2 separate regions of the Gossypium arboreum genome follow, and region 2 is linked to region 1. Evidence: chromatin contacts called from public Hi-C data. All regions are on one chromosome and are shown on one strand. Each heading gives the region's core, a stretch centred on a gene start, on an enhancer-like site or on the middle of the called end of the contact. The rest is flanking DNA. Distances are from core to core; before and after follow the strand shown. Region 1 has its middle 5.3 kb from the start of LOC128294208. Region 2 holds the start of LOC108485411 (GATA transcription factor 21-like).

Region 1 (6,109 bases), core at 1,906-4,405:
TTATAAAGCCTTTATGTAAAAAATAAATATTTTCTTTTACTAAATATATATACACATTAAAAAATTATAATATATAAATAAATATATAAAAATCAAATATATATAAAATCTAGAAAAATAAAATTTATAGAAATAAAATTTACAAAAAAACTATAACTGAAAATAAATTAGTTGAAAATAAATTGTAAACATTTTTAATTTTTAAATTTTATATATTATTTTTACTTTTTAAAATTTAAAATTTAAAATTATATATTTTATAATTTTATAAAAATATTTTTAAAATTTTTACAATTTTAGTCAATATAATATATATAATATTTGAAAAAATAAAAAGACACGTAGTGTATTCTAATAGTGCCATGTGGCCAATCAATCAAAACACATTTGACTTTAACCGATTGTTGACCGGGTGTTGACCAGCATTGATCGAGCGTTGACCGGTCACGTGGTACTATTAAAATACACCACGTATCATTTTTTTAGAATATTATATATATTATATTTATTAAAATGTACAAAAAAACATATATAATATAAAAACGTTTTAAATAATTTTTATAAAATTATAAATTATAAATTATATAATTTTAAATTTTAAAAATCAAAATAATATATAAAAATTGAAAAATGTTACAAAAATTAAAAAAGGTATTTAAATTTCAAGCAATTGAAAAAAATCAAAATTAAATAAATTTTTAGAATTTTAGAATTATATGTTTTAGAATTTTATAAAAAATATTTTAAACTTCAAAAAAATTACAAATTTTTTATAATTTTTACAACTTTTTTTACATTTTGTAATAATATTAATAATTTAACTAATTTATTTTTAATTATCGTATTTTTTAAATTTTATTTTATAAACTTTTATAGTTTATATTCTTTTTCTAGATTATATATATTTATGATTTTTTATATATTTATTTTTATTTTTCAATTTTTAATGTGTATAGATATTTAATAAAATAAACTATTTTACATAAGATGTCATGTTGGATTTTGCGATTGATTATAATATTTTTAATATTTGTCAAAAATAAATTAAAAAATATAAGTGAGAGATACTTTAAGTATTAAATTGGGAAGTGATTAATACTTTAGGTATTAAATTGGAAAAAAATAGATACCAAAAGAGAGAATGAGTATATTTAAAGAGTAAAATTGTGAATTTAGCTACCGATTATTTTGTGATTGTATTGTTGAAACTGTGGATAACCTTGGTTAATGCAGTTTTTTCTTCCAAAAATAGTTTCTAGTAAAATTATAAATGTATTTCTGTTTAATTTAATAATGTTAAAAGAAAAATCCTTATCATGTTGTCATTTTTTATATATAACTGGATATCGGATGAGAATGTAAGAAAACCAATGCTCTTGTACACGTTTTCTCTCGTACAAAAGTAAAATGGTCCTTTTTTTCCCCTTATTAACAGCAGAGAAATGGTCCCTTTTTTTTTTTTTTTTCTTATTATCAGTAGTTTTTATTTTTATTTTTATAAGATAAAAGTACCATAAAACTCCCTGGACTATACTCTAGATTGCAATTTAGTTTATCTATTGAAAAAATAGATAAATTAATCCCTATACATTAGATGAGTGAGCAAAACAACCCCTCCATTAAAATAGCACCGTTAAATGTTTGTTTTGCTGTTTATATATAAGGTATAATAATAAATTTAGCCCTCAACCTTTACATAAATTTGACCCTACTCTCTTTTATTGGAAGTAAATTAGAAATTTTTAAACTCATAAGGCTAAAAAGGTCAAAAAGACCTTAATAGCAAATTAAAAATCAATTAAATCTTTTAAAGAATAGAAGTTATTAAAAATCATAAAAATTATAAACAAAAGTTATAAATTTTTCTTATTAAAAATTACAATATCAACCTAATAAAAGAGTAGGGTCAATTTTTTAAAACCTTATAACCATTATATTTTAATGGGACATTATTGTTATTTTCTAATAAAAATTATAATTTATAATCTCTTTTAATAATTTTAAAATGCTAGAAGGTCTTAATTCAATTTTTTTAAAATTTCCTATCAAGGCTTTTTGAACCTTTAGCTTTATCAGTTTACAAAATTTCTAATTTATTTCCAATAAAAGAGTAAGAGTCAAATTGAATAAATATGTAACAATTGAGGGCTAACATGTTTAATTATTAACGTCGTTAAAATTCTTTTATTAAATTTAGAGTGATTATCACATGTCCACCGAGTTTTTTTAATTATAAAATGTTACACTAGTGAATTTAACAAGGTTAATAATTGAACTTAAATTTTAAATCTAAAAAGTTTAGGAACTAAATTTTTAGAAATAAAAATAGATGGACTAATTTTCAAATGTTTAAAGAGTACAAAGACTTAGAAAATCTTATTATTTTTCTTTTTTTTAACCATACTCTTTTTAACTCTATTTATGAAATTTACAAAGTGCACTAATATAAAATATAACAAAATCTGGAATTAAAAAAATCTCAAAATCTATATAGTATAAAATATCAATATGTTAAAACTTGTATAGATATAAAAATATGAGATAAGTACATGACGAGGATATATATATACGCACACATTAGGGTTTGGGTGATGAAAAATTTGCAGCGACCATAAGTTATGTAGGGAAGAGGATCGGAGCTATGGGCATTGGGGGGTAAAATGAAAGAGTGGTGAAAGGGGCGACGGATGGATGGGGCCGTAGCAGCTCGTTGAAATCAACCCATGCTTGGACATACCCTTCCCATTACTGACACCCATTTCACCATCAATTTTAACGTCCCCATCCATGTCTCTCCCACCTCTTTCTTTTTAACTCTTGAAACCATTTGCTATACGAGTGATTAACAACCTGCCTACGTAGCCTGCTTCTTCATCGTATATATTATACCCCCTTTTAATATATAATTTTCTCTCTCAATTTAATCACCAATATTATGGTTTAGATTTTAATTAAGTGGTTTAACATTAGCAATTATTAAAATACTCTTGCCGTTGTGCTGTCCAATCTTGTCTTAGTCAAACCTACACGCAATTATTTTTCTCCAAAATATATGTATATATTGTGTTGAAATCAGAACAGGAGTAGTACCGAAAAGACCATAGTACGACCTCGAATGCCCTTTTCTAAGGACTGAGATTACTCTCCCACCATCAATTCAGTACATAGGATAAATAAATAGATAAAAGGAAAATGTAAGACAGACACATGGTTGTGACAGTATCAGGTAAATTCCAACATCCGACAACATCTGATTGACAAAACACTCAAACACGCCTAGTCTAGTTATAACATATCAAAGGAACATTAATGAACAGAGTTCTTCACGGGCGGTAGAACTGGTAATCTGGTACCGGCAAATATAAGGAAATGGAAGAATTTTTAGAATAATCCTATGTATCTCTTTCGAATCCAACCAAAAGATAATACTTCTGACTTATGGTGATACACTTCAGATCTGAAACACGAGGAGAGAGTGTGTATGTTTTTTTTATTGGTAATAAATGCTTTTACTATACAGACTACAGTTTTTCGTTTTTTATTTTAGAGAGAGAAACCATTGTGTGTTCATGTGATGATGTGGTATGCTTAGATAGATTTTTGAACGGGAAGGTGGTAAAAACATGGAGAGAGGACCCAAATTCGTTAGAATTAAATAACAGTTAAAATTTTGTCTATCTAAGCGACCAAACTAATAATCCCACTGTCTCATATGTTGCTTTTAACATCGAGCTTTTTCTTTTGTGTTGTTCCTTTCTTCCCTCAGCTTTTTCTTTATGTATATAATCCGCTATTTTACCCCAAATCACCCAAAATTTTTAATTATTTATGTAAATGATCTTGGTTAAAAAATAATCACCTAAATGGTCTGAAATAGATATTAAAATTAAGTAGGGAAACTAAATGACCGGCATTAGTATTTTTTCAAACACAATCATTGCCTGAAGATTATGTCAAGTGCTAAAAAAATAATTTTTTGGGTTTTGGGGACTAGTTGACCATCGCCATTGTATATTTTTTTCACCTTTTTCACCTCGTACCATACTGGTATACGTTTATACTAATATTTAAAAACAAAATTTGGGGTGCTGGCACACTAATGGCTGGCACCCCTTTTAAAATTAATTTTTTTTGAGTGCTGGGACACTGATGGCCTACACCTTTGTACTAGATTTAAAAAAAATTGGAACTTCCTGCACTTGCAACTCCTGTTTCGCAGGTCAATTGCGTACGACCTGGGTGGAAGACCCAAGCGACAGTCGATGTACTCTTGAACCCAAAAAGTCTCAAAGTCACGTGAATACAGTTCTATGTTCATCGTCTGCACCCTTCGAGCGTTTACTGCCATGGCCTTTCGAACGGCCTCAACGTACATGTGCCCAGCCTCTATCTGCTTTTCTTGTCTTAGCTCTATCATTGGCATCAATGTGGTCAACCTATAGAATGTTGCCTAAAAAATAGTAGAAAATTGGCAGATGACGTGTACGCCTCAAGACTAAGTTAATCACCTCTACGAGGTTGGTCGTCATTTTTGGGGTAACGATGTCATCTAAGCTTCAAGCCTTACGAACCTTTGCCTAAACCTGAGCGGTTCTAACTCATAGCCCGCGTATGCAATTTCGAACCAATATTTTAAAAAATTACAAAGTTATAAATTTAGAAAAAAATTAAAAATTAAAAACTGATAAATCTTGAAAAAAAAAATACAAACAGATCCTAAAAATAAAATATGAACAAATCAATTTTGGAACAGTATTTTTTACCCATGTTCACGATTTCTCTGCGCCATTCTTTATTCTTATAATTTTTGTGGAAGTTTGCCGTGATGTGTCAGATGTAATAAACGGACCTCTAAGGAACCTTTGAATGCCTTATCGCAACAAGTAGTCCTTTTGATTTGTCTGAGATGAGGCAAATGTTGTCTTGTCTGACAACATGCCTCCGCGGATTTCTCAAGAAAAATTCTCACGACTCAAAGGTCTCACCCTCCACGATGGCGAAAGCGTTAGGAGGTACATTTTGGTTGCTATCATGTGCAACCACAATTAGAAGTATTTGTGTGTATTTACTGTGGAGCCAGGTTCCGTCCACCTACACCAACGATTTACAGTGAAGGAAGACCCTAACACATGGCTCGAACGTCCAAAACAATCGGTGGAAAACTTGTTTCCTCAGTTCTATCTCGTAGTCCGAGCCTCTATACGACAGTGTTTGCAAATCAATCACCGTTCTTGGCACATACTCTTGCATTGCAGCTACCCACCCCTAAAGTTCATTGTATGATGCATCCCAGTCACCATACAACTGATGCATCACCATTTGTTTCACCCACCATGCCTTCTTGTAGGAAACCCTGTATTTGAATCGAGCTTGCATTTCTGCAATAAGGCTTGATACAATGATGGTGGGCATATCTTTCACCAATGAAATGATGCAGTTGCATATGGTTTTTGCATCTAATTTTCAATGGTCTTGCGACATATGAGTGACCATGCATGTGTGAGGACATTCTGTTTTCTTGATTGTCCACATCTGAGTCCGTTGCATTAATGAAACTCAAACACATTAGTTACAATCACTTAAGGCTTTCCAAAATTCTTCGACATATAAAGATTGCGCTGATTTCGTGACTTTGTAGTCAACAGACAGATTCTGTAACATCCTGATCTAGGACCTAGTCAAAATAGTGGTTTCGATACCACATATCCGAAATAGAAATAATTATTTCATGATTATTATGAGGTCTAGAATAAGAATTTATGCTTGATTAAAAATTTCATGGAGAAATTCTATGCCTAATATGCTCAATTTGACATTAGGACCAAATTGCAAAATATGCAAAACTTGAGTTCTAGAAGCTATTTGCATGAAATTGAGTTAGATTATAAATTAGAGGTCCTCAAATAGTAATTTGACCAGGTTTTAAAAATTTGGACAAAAATAGACATGCATGGGTAAAATTTTAAAGAAAGGCTTTAAGAGCATTTTGGTCATTTGGTTAATTAAAGAATAAAAAGGGAAAAATTAAGAAAAAATGTTGTCCATCTTATTCATGGTGTGTCGAAAATTCAAGGGGATCCATAGCTAGGGTTTTCAACATTTCAAGCTT
Region 2 (6,845 bases), core at 2,254-4,753, 49 kb after region 1:
TTGTCAATAATTTAATCAAGTCGATTTATTCAATGATGAATTAAATTAGGTTGTCGTGAGATTTTGTTCAACTACAGAATTTAATTAAAGAATTTTCTTGAAAATTAATTTGGAAAATCTTAATATTTTGGAAAAATTAATTTTGATCAAGTAAAATTAAATTAATCAAATTAATTAAAATAAATATGATATTTTTGGAAATTAACTTTCAAGTTAAACAATTGGGTCAATGGGTAATTGAACTTAAAAATTGGAACAGAGAACCAAAAATCGAGACCGAGACCCAAAATTGGTTAAACTGGGCCCAGTTATGAAACTGGGCCGACGGTTCAATTAGTGGCTGGAACGGACTGGTCAGGTCATCACTGGCTCGGATTGAAACATCGTACTAGTCAGGCATGTAAATGCCTAGTCGATGGCGTCCCACTCGTGGAAGCAAGTTGTTCGAACAGCCAGCTAGGGTTTTTAGCCAACCCCATCAGTAGCACTAAGCCAGACTTACGAATGCCTAGTCGAAGGATGCTGCACCCCATGTGGTTGGTCGTGCGAACGACCAACCAACCCATGACCAACCTGGGTTGGTACCTGTCGATTGGGGAAAATGGGAGGCTGGGCCGAGTCAATCAAGACTATTCAGGAAAAAATGACAATGGTTCGGGGTGTCGGAAGGAAGTTGTGTCGGCGATGGCACCATGAGGCATGAAGACTACGATAGCGATGATCCGACGACTGATAGATGGTCGGTGATTGTGGTTATTCGACAATAGAGCCGTGTAAAAATTATAATCCTTATAGGACCCTACCGAATAACTTGACTTCAAATTAACTTTTCTAAAAATAATATTATTTTAATAAATTTAATATTTATCTTGATTGTTTTATTAATTTAATATTAATGTGAGTAATTTCAATCCTAGTTGAACTCTCTCTAAACTTTCCCTATATAAAGAGAGCCTGTATCATTATTCTCACACATTTGAATTCAAGAAGAGTTGTAGAGAGAAAAATCTCTGAAAAAACTATTCCAGAAAATTTCTAGAGATTTTTTTGTTATTTACAACTTGACCCCAAAAGTTTAGAGAAATTGTAAAATTGCTTCATTGGTAATTTTTTGAAAAAAAGTTTTTGATTCGAAGCGAGTCCACATTTAATAGACGTGAGCTTGAGGTTAGCGAAGAAGACCACTTGGTCAAAGCATTCATCCTAGATGAATAAAAAAGGTACGAATTTTGATTAAATGTTTATTACTTCAGATAACAAAACCAAGTTCTTACTTTGGAAAAAAATTAAAACTCTAATTTTTCCTTTAAACCTATTTTCCGCTGCATTTTCCAAACCCAATCTTCCAACAAGAAGGCCATGTGGTACATTGAAGTAGAAGAAATCAAATTAGCTAAAATAAAAATTGAACAAGTGGATAAAATCCAGAATAAGGATAAACCATATCATCTAAATGGGGAAATGGACAGAATTAGTTACAAAAATGATAGTAAGGACACAAAAGATTAACAATCTCCGAGAAAGAAGCGAGATTAGAATTCCTTCTATTCGAAGTTTGAATAGTGGATATCCTACAATGGGATGCTTTTCACAAGATGGGGTTTACAGAATCAAATTGACTTAAGGATTGAAGGGTGCATCAAAGATAAAACTCCAACACCTTTCTAACCTTTTTTTTTCCTTTTTATAGATTTCACCAACCATCATTTCAGACCAACCTTCAAAAATTGGCCTTAACAATTATATAAAATGTTGACCTAAAACAGTTGCTAAGCAACAAGTTTAGTATTAATAAACGTAACAGGAGAAGTTGGCATTTTGCAAGCACTGCGAAAATACAAAGTAAATAGGGGACAACAAAGTTTGTTTACTCAATTACATTTTTCTACATCTGTAAAGCCTAGCTCAATGAGAAGTATTCACTATCTTCAGACACTTATAACCAGTTGTTTTAAACTTATCACACCTTAGTGAAAATTTCCTTACTGTTGTACCTTTGAAGATTAGAACTTTCACTACTAAATTCTCCCTCTGAGAACTTAACTTGTAAAACCACAACACATAGGTTTTACAATCAAATCCACTCTTACAAGATAATGTTCCTCACTTGAGTAGATTAAGCGCTTTCAATAAAAGTACATCAACCTATACATGTCTCTTAATCATATAGTGTTTTCGAGACCTGCTAACATAATGTAGATCAATCACAGTCCTTTCTAAAATGTAGCTAAAATAGCTTAATAATAATAATAATAATAATAATAATAATAATAATAATAATAATAATAAAGGTAACATAGATGTAGTTTGATCCAATCCAACTTCCTCAATGCAATGGATTAAATAGACTTGATCCGATCTAATTCTTCAAATAGGTTTCCTCCAAGTAATATGATCTTCATTGATGAGCTAAATATAATCCACAATCTTAGCTCAACTTAAAGATATGGTTCAATAAATTATCAATCTTCTAATATGACAAATTGCTAATTGTTGCAGTAATAAAAGAAGTGGGCACTTCCTCAAATATATCTCAACAACTCTAAATATTTCAAAGATAGAACTATCTTGGTTGCTTAACTAGCCTAAATATTTTGTTTTCTTTTTCTCAATTTTAACAAATGATATACAAATGATATATGGCCAGCTGCCTGCCTTCTAATATATATCTAAACGTTTCCTAGGTGAAAGGGAAATGTGTATGTATAGTTATATGTAAAAATGAAATTATATAAGGAGCATGATATCGTCAGTGGTGAAAGAACATGTATTAATTCTAAGATTCATGATTATGGCAATTGGCAAAGTTGTGGGGTGCTGCATTTGTCTCTTGCCTGAACAATGCATTGAATGTTTTTTGGCAAGACTAAGGTAGTGAAGAATGGAGATATATCACATGTATACATATATGTCTTTCTCATGAAAACTGTAGCCCTTCTCTTCTAGTACTCATATTTATGTATGCACCGCATGCTCCAATTTTCCTTATATAAAATATTCCCTCATATAGAACTATATATATCTGAAGATATAATGCTCTTTGTATTCTCTGACTGTATCATGCGTCACCATATCTGTCATCTTACTAGCAAATTCTAGGTATATACTAGAAAAGAAAAGGTTTAACCAATTTAATCCTATGGTTCACCATAATGCTAATTTACAGTTTAATAAAGATTCATAGAGAAATTAAATTATATTGTGTTATTATAATACTAGAAATTAAGATTAGAATTTGTGTGAAGATGATCAGATTTTTGGGTCAATAAATTATATATATTGTATATAGTACTAACTAACATGAAGGTCACAATCTGTGAGAAGATCACAATTGGGATCAATTTTTGTTTTATATGTTTAAATTAATGAAATATTATATGAATAATTTGTGTGGCTATCATGAAATATTGAAAGAAGTCTATCTTTTCTGTTCTTTCGAAATGACATCAAAAGGTGAGTAAAAAATTCCTGCAGATAGGGTTTTTTTAAATTTATTATTATTCCTTTAAATATTTCTGAATAGGATGGAGCAGTAGCCTAGCATTCCATACTTCTCCTTTTATTTCCTTTTTGTCTTTTTTAAACATGTTGGTTCTGGTCTCTCATATATATCAAATCACGTGAACCTGTTATTTCTTTGCTCTCCCTCTCTCTCTAAAGTGGTTTACCCTTCAATAGCATAATACCCCTCCTTTTTTTCTTTGCCTTTTTTTTTTTCGATCCTCCACCTTTACTGGACAACACCAACAACATATCATTGCTGTTCATCACCTGATCTCTCTCCCTAATGTCTTCTAGTAATTGCTATTCATCCCTTTATCCTTTTCCTTTTGACCTTAACGAAGATGATCAACACCAACACCACCACCTTTTTACCTTTAAATCTCAACCTTCTTCCTCTTCTTCTTCCTCAACTGTTCATCACCTAGGAGCAGGTTCTTGTCAAAGGGAACCCCAGGAGTTTCAAGATCAGGTGATATTATAATTACCACTTCACTCTTTTATTTTATTAAAATTTAATGTGATGATCACTTAGGGTTATGATATGATCATTTTGTTTAGGCTAAGATATATGTTTCAAAAGATGGGGCATTGGAGAACAGTGACTGCGGACTCAAGTTATCATTATGGAAAAAAGAAGAAAGGGTCGAAAGTGATCATCACCATGAGGACAGTTCTACTAAGTGGATGCCTTCAAAGCTGAGGATTTTGAGGAAGATGATGAGTTCCCATCACACCGATTTATCGAAAAGCTCTTCGCCGAAAATCGAAGACCAGAAGCTTCAGAATCAGCCCTCACCATCTCCAGATAACAGCTGCAACTCTTCCTACAATAATGATATCAACAACAATCCAAGTAGGGTTTGTGCTGATTGCAACACAACTAAGACTCCTCTTTGGAGGAGTGGCCCTAGAGGTCCCAAGGTATAGTTGAATTTCCACTCGTTTCTAATCAATACCCTATACAATTGCTACATAACTTTTGAGATAATTAATTGACTTTTTTTTTTTTTTCTGTTTTTCACCTTTTGGTCGCACTGCAGTCTCTTTGCAACGCCTGCGGAATTCGACAAAGAAAAGCGAGACGAGCAATGGCTGCAGCGGCAGCGGCAACAGCGTCCAATGGAACTATTGTTGCAACTGAGACAACGACAAGCATGAAGAATAAGGTTCAAAACAAGGCCAAGAGATCAAGTAATGGTTGTGTTGCAACGTTAAAGAACAAAAAGTGCAAACTCAGTTCCCAATCCCAAGGTAGAAACAAGCTTTGTTTTGAGGACTTGAGGATAATATTGAGCAAGAGCTCGGCTTTTCATGGAGTTTTCCCTCAGGATGAGAAAGAAGCCGCGATCCTACTGATGGCCTTATCATATGGACTTGTTCATGGTTGAATTTCTCAAAGTCGCTAGCCTAGCTTTTATGTTGTTGGTTTTATTCTTAATTAGCTTTAATAATAATGTTATAGTAACTGAGTTTGTATGTCTGAGTTTCAAGGAAATTAAGATATGAAATTGGTGTGAGGGAAACAAAAAACAGCAATGTTTGGAGCTTGAATCTTTTATATTAAATTATATATATATATTATGTTGTGAACTTCATAATAAATTACATTTCAAGGCTTTTATTTCCACATCTCTCTCCCTCTCGTTGGTTTCATTATTATTTATCATACAACTTTTAAGGATTAGAGTTCAAAAATCAATAAACCGTCAAGAGTACTTAATAAATAATTATTAGATTTTGGCCATGAAAGAGTCAACTTGTAGGGTCACGCGAAGAACCATTTTCCAGTTATACAGTTTTTTTCATTGTTATTGTATACAAATAGAATGATATGAATAGCAATTTAGGAAGAAAACAGTAAAGGTCTGATAATGGGGTTTTGCAGAGGAACTTTATTCATGGATAATGGTGATGAATCAAAGGGTAGCCAAGCTAGAGTTAGCAGCTTTGGGGGTTTTCTATGGTCATGTTGGACGATCTAGAAGTCTCTCAGAAGACAGTAGGTGTTTTGTCTTAGACATTGTCTTCATCATGCCATATTAAATAATTAAAATAACAAAAACAACTGGATTTGTACCGGATATTGGAGACTGAGATCTGCCATTATCTGGTGGATACAGCTGGTCGCTGGTATTAGTAAATTTAGTGACTATGAAACTACAGTTTTGTTTGACCTCATGTTGAATCCATGATGCTAGCTCTTTTTTTTTTTAAAAAGACACTCTAGCCATTTGGATTGCACTTATGAATTATATTTTATATTTAATATAGGGTTTGTTTGCTTTTTATTAATGGATTTTAGGTTTAAATGTTTAATTATGTAACATGCAGTATGTATATATGCATGCTTAAGTTGCATGAAATGTGTAACATAGATAAATGTATGATTAGTATGATGTGAATAAATTATATATTAAGGTTTAAGTGTAAAAATATCCCATATAGTCAAAAAAAATTATTTCAGAAAAAATAGATAAAAAGAAGAGAAAGGAACGAGGGAAGCAGAAATTCTGAAGATAGATTTGGGTTTTTCCATCCCCTAAAAAGGTAAGAATTATGGTTTTGTTATTTTATTTCCTTCATTTTTTTGCTCAGCTATTTTATTTCAAGCATGGTAGAGAAAACCCCAAACTTGTATCCCTTACAGGTGACTTCCCAGCACGTCCAAGTACTCCATTTTTAAGATATAGTCTGAAATAAATTTCGCTTGATTTTGTTGGATAGATTTATAATTTCTGATTTTGCTTTTGCTTTTGGGTTTTATTATGGTGAACAGCCACTGTTGAAGCTTCACCGTCCAGTGCTGGAATTAGTCGATTCATGGGTCAAATTTTTATTAGGAAATGTGAACTTTAATGTGGTACCAGTGCCTTCAGCCAAAACAAATCCAAATGCATCGAACTCAAAATTTTGGTTAAATCATATTCAACCGGCCAACTTGTGGCCTTCAAATATTGCATCTCCAGCCTTCATAGTTTGCATCTTAGACTTAGGGTGAGTTTGGATGGGCGGTGCGTTTACCTGCGGTTAGTATAAAAACAGCGGTGGCGGTGCGGTGCGATTCGTTTAGCTTACTTTTTGTCTCACGTTACAGTATCGCTATAGTATCTAATTTCACCGCCACTGCTGTTTTTACACTAATCGTAGATAAACGCACCGCCCATCCAAACTCACCTTTATAAGTTGAAGTGTTACATCTGACCTTCATTTTGGTACAAAATACACATTATGGAAGCTCAAAGTAAGCTAGACGAACATGAATTTAAAATTTTAGAGAAGCTCAAAATTTTATTATTTTCTAGTATAATTTTTTTTTACCTTTTAGAATTACTTAAATGTAT

What was found. A called contact is a pair of places that touch in the nucleus more often than the background predicts.
Region 2: a contact with region 1 is called in a Hi-C map of leaf, with 1.6 times the contacts expected there. The contact joins the promoter of LOC108485411 here to the enhancer-like site in region 1. A contact is called at or near these places in 3 of 5 Hi-C or Micro-C datasets (all in leaf).

Annotation. Positions count from the first base shown.
Region 1 is chr6:124,515,241-124,521,349 of ASM2569848v2, forward strand. No RefSeq gene overlaps it. Among protein-coding and RNA genes, the nearest start is that of LOC128294208, 5.3 kb to the left of the region's middle. Within about 2 kb of position 3,156, at least 1 of the 2 cell types and tissues checked has an H3K27ac peak or open chromatin away from gene starts, as enhancers often do. A contact at or near this core is called in leaf, where this site is marked.
Region 2 is chr6:124,563,691-124,570,535 of ASM2569848v2, forward strand. LOC108485411 (GATA transcription factor 21-like) reads left to right here and starts at 3,504. Exons shown (of 3, transcript XM_017789244.2): 1 at 3,504-3,973; 2 at 4,063-4,425; 3 at 4,545-5,131. The coding sequence starts at 3,788. The coding sequence ends at 4,892.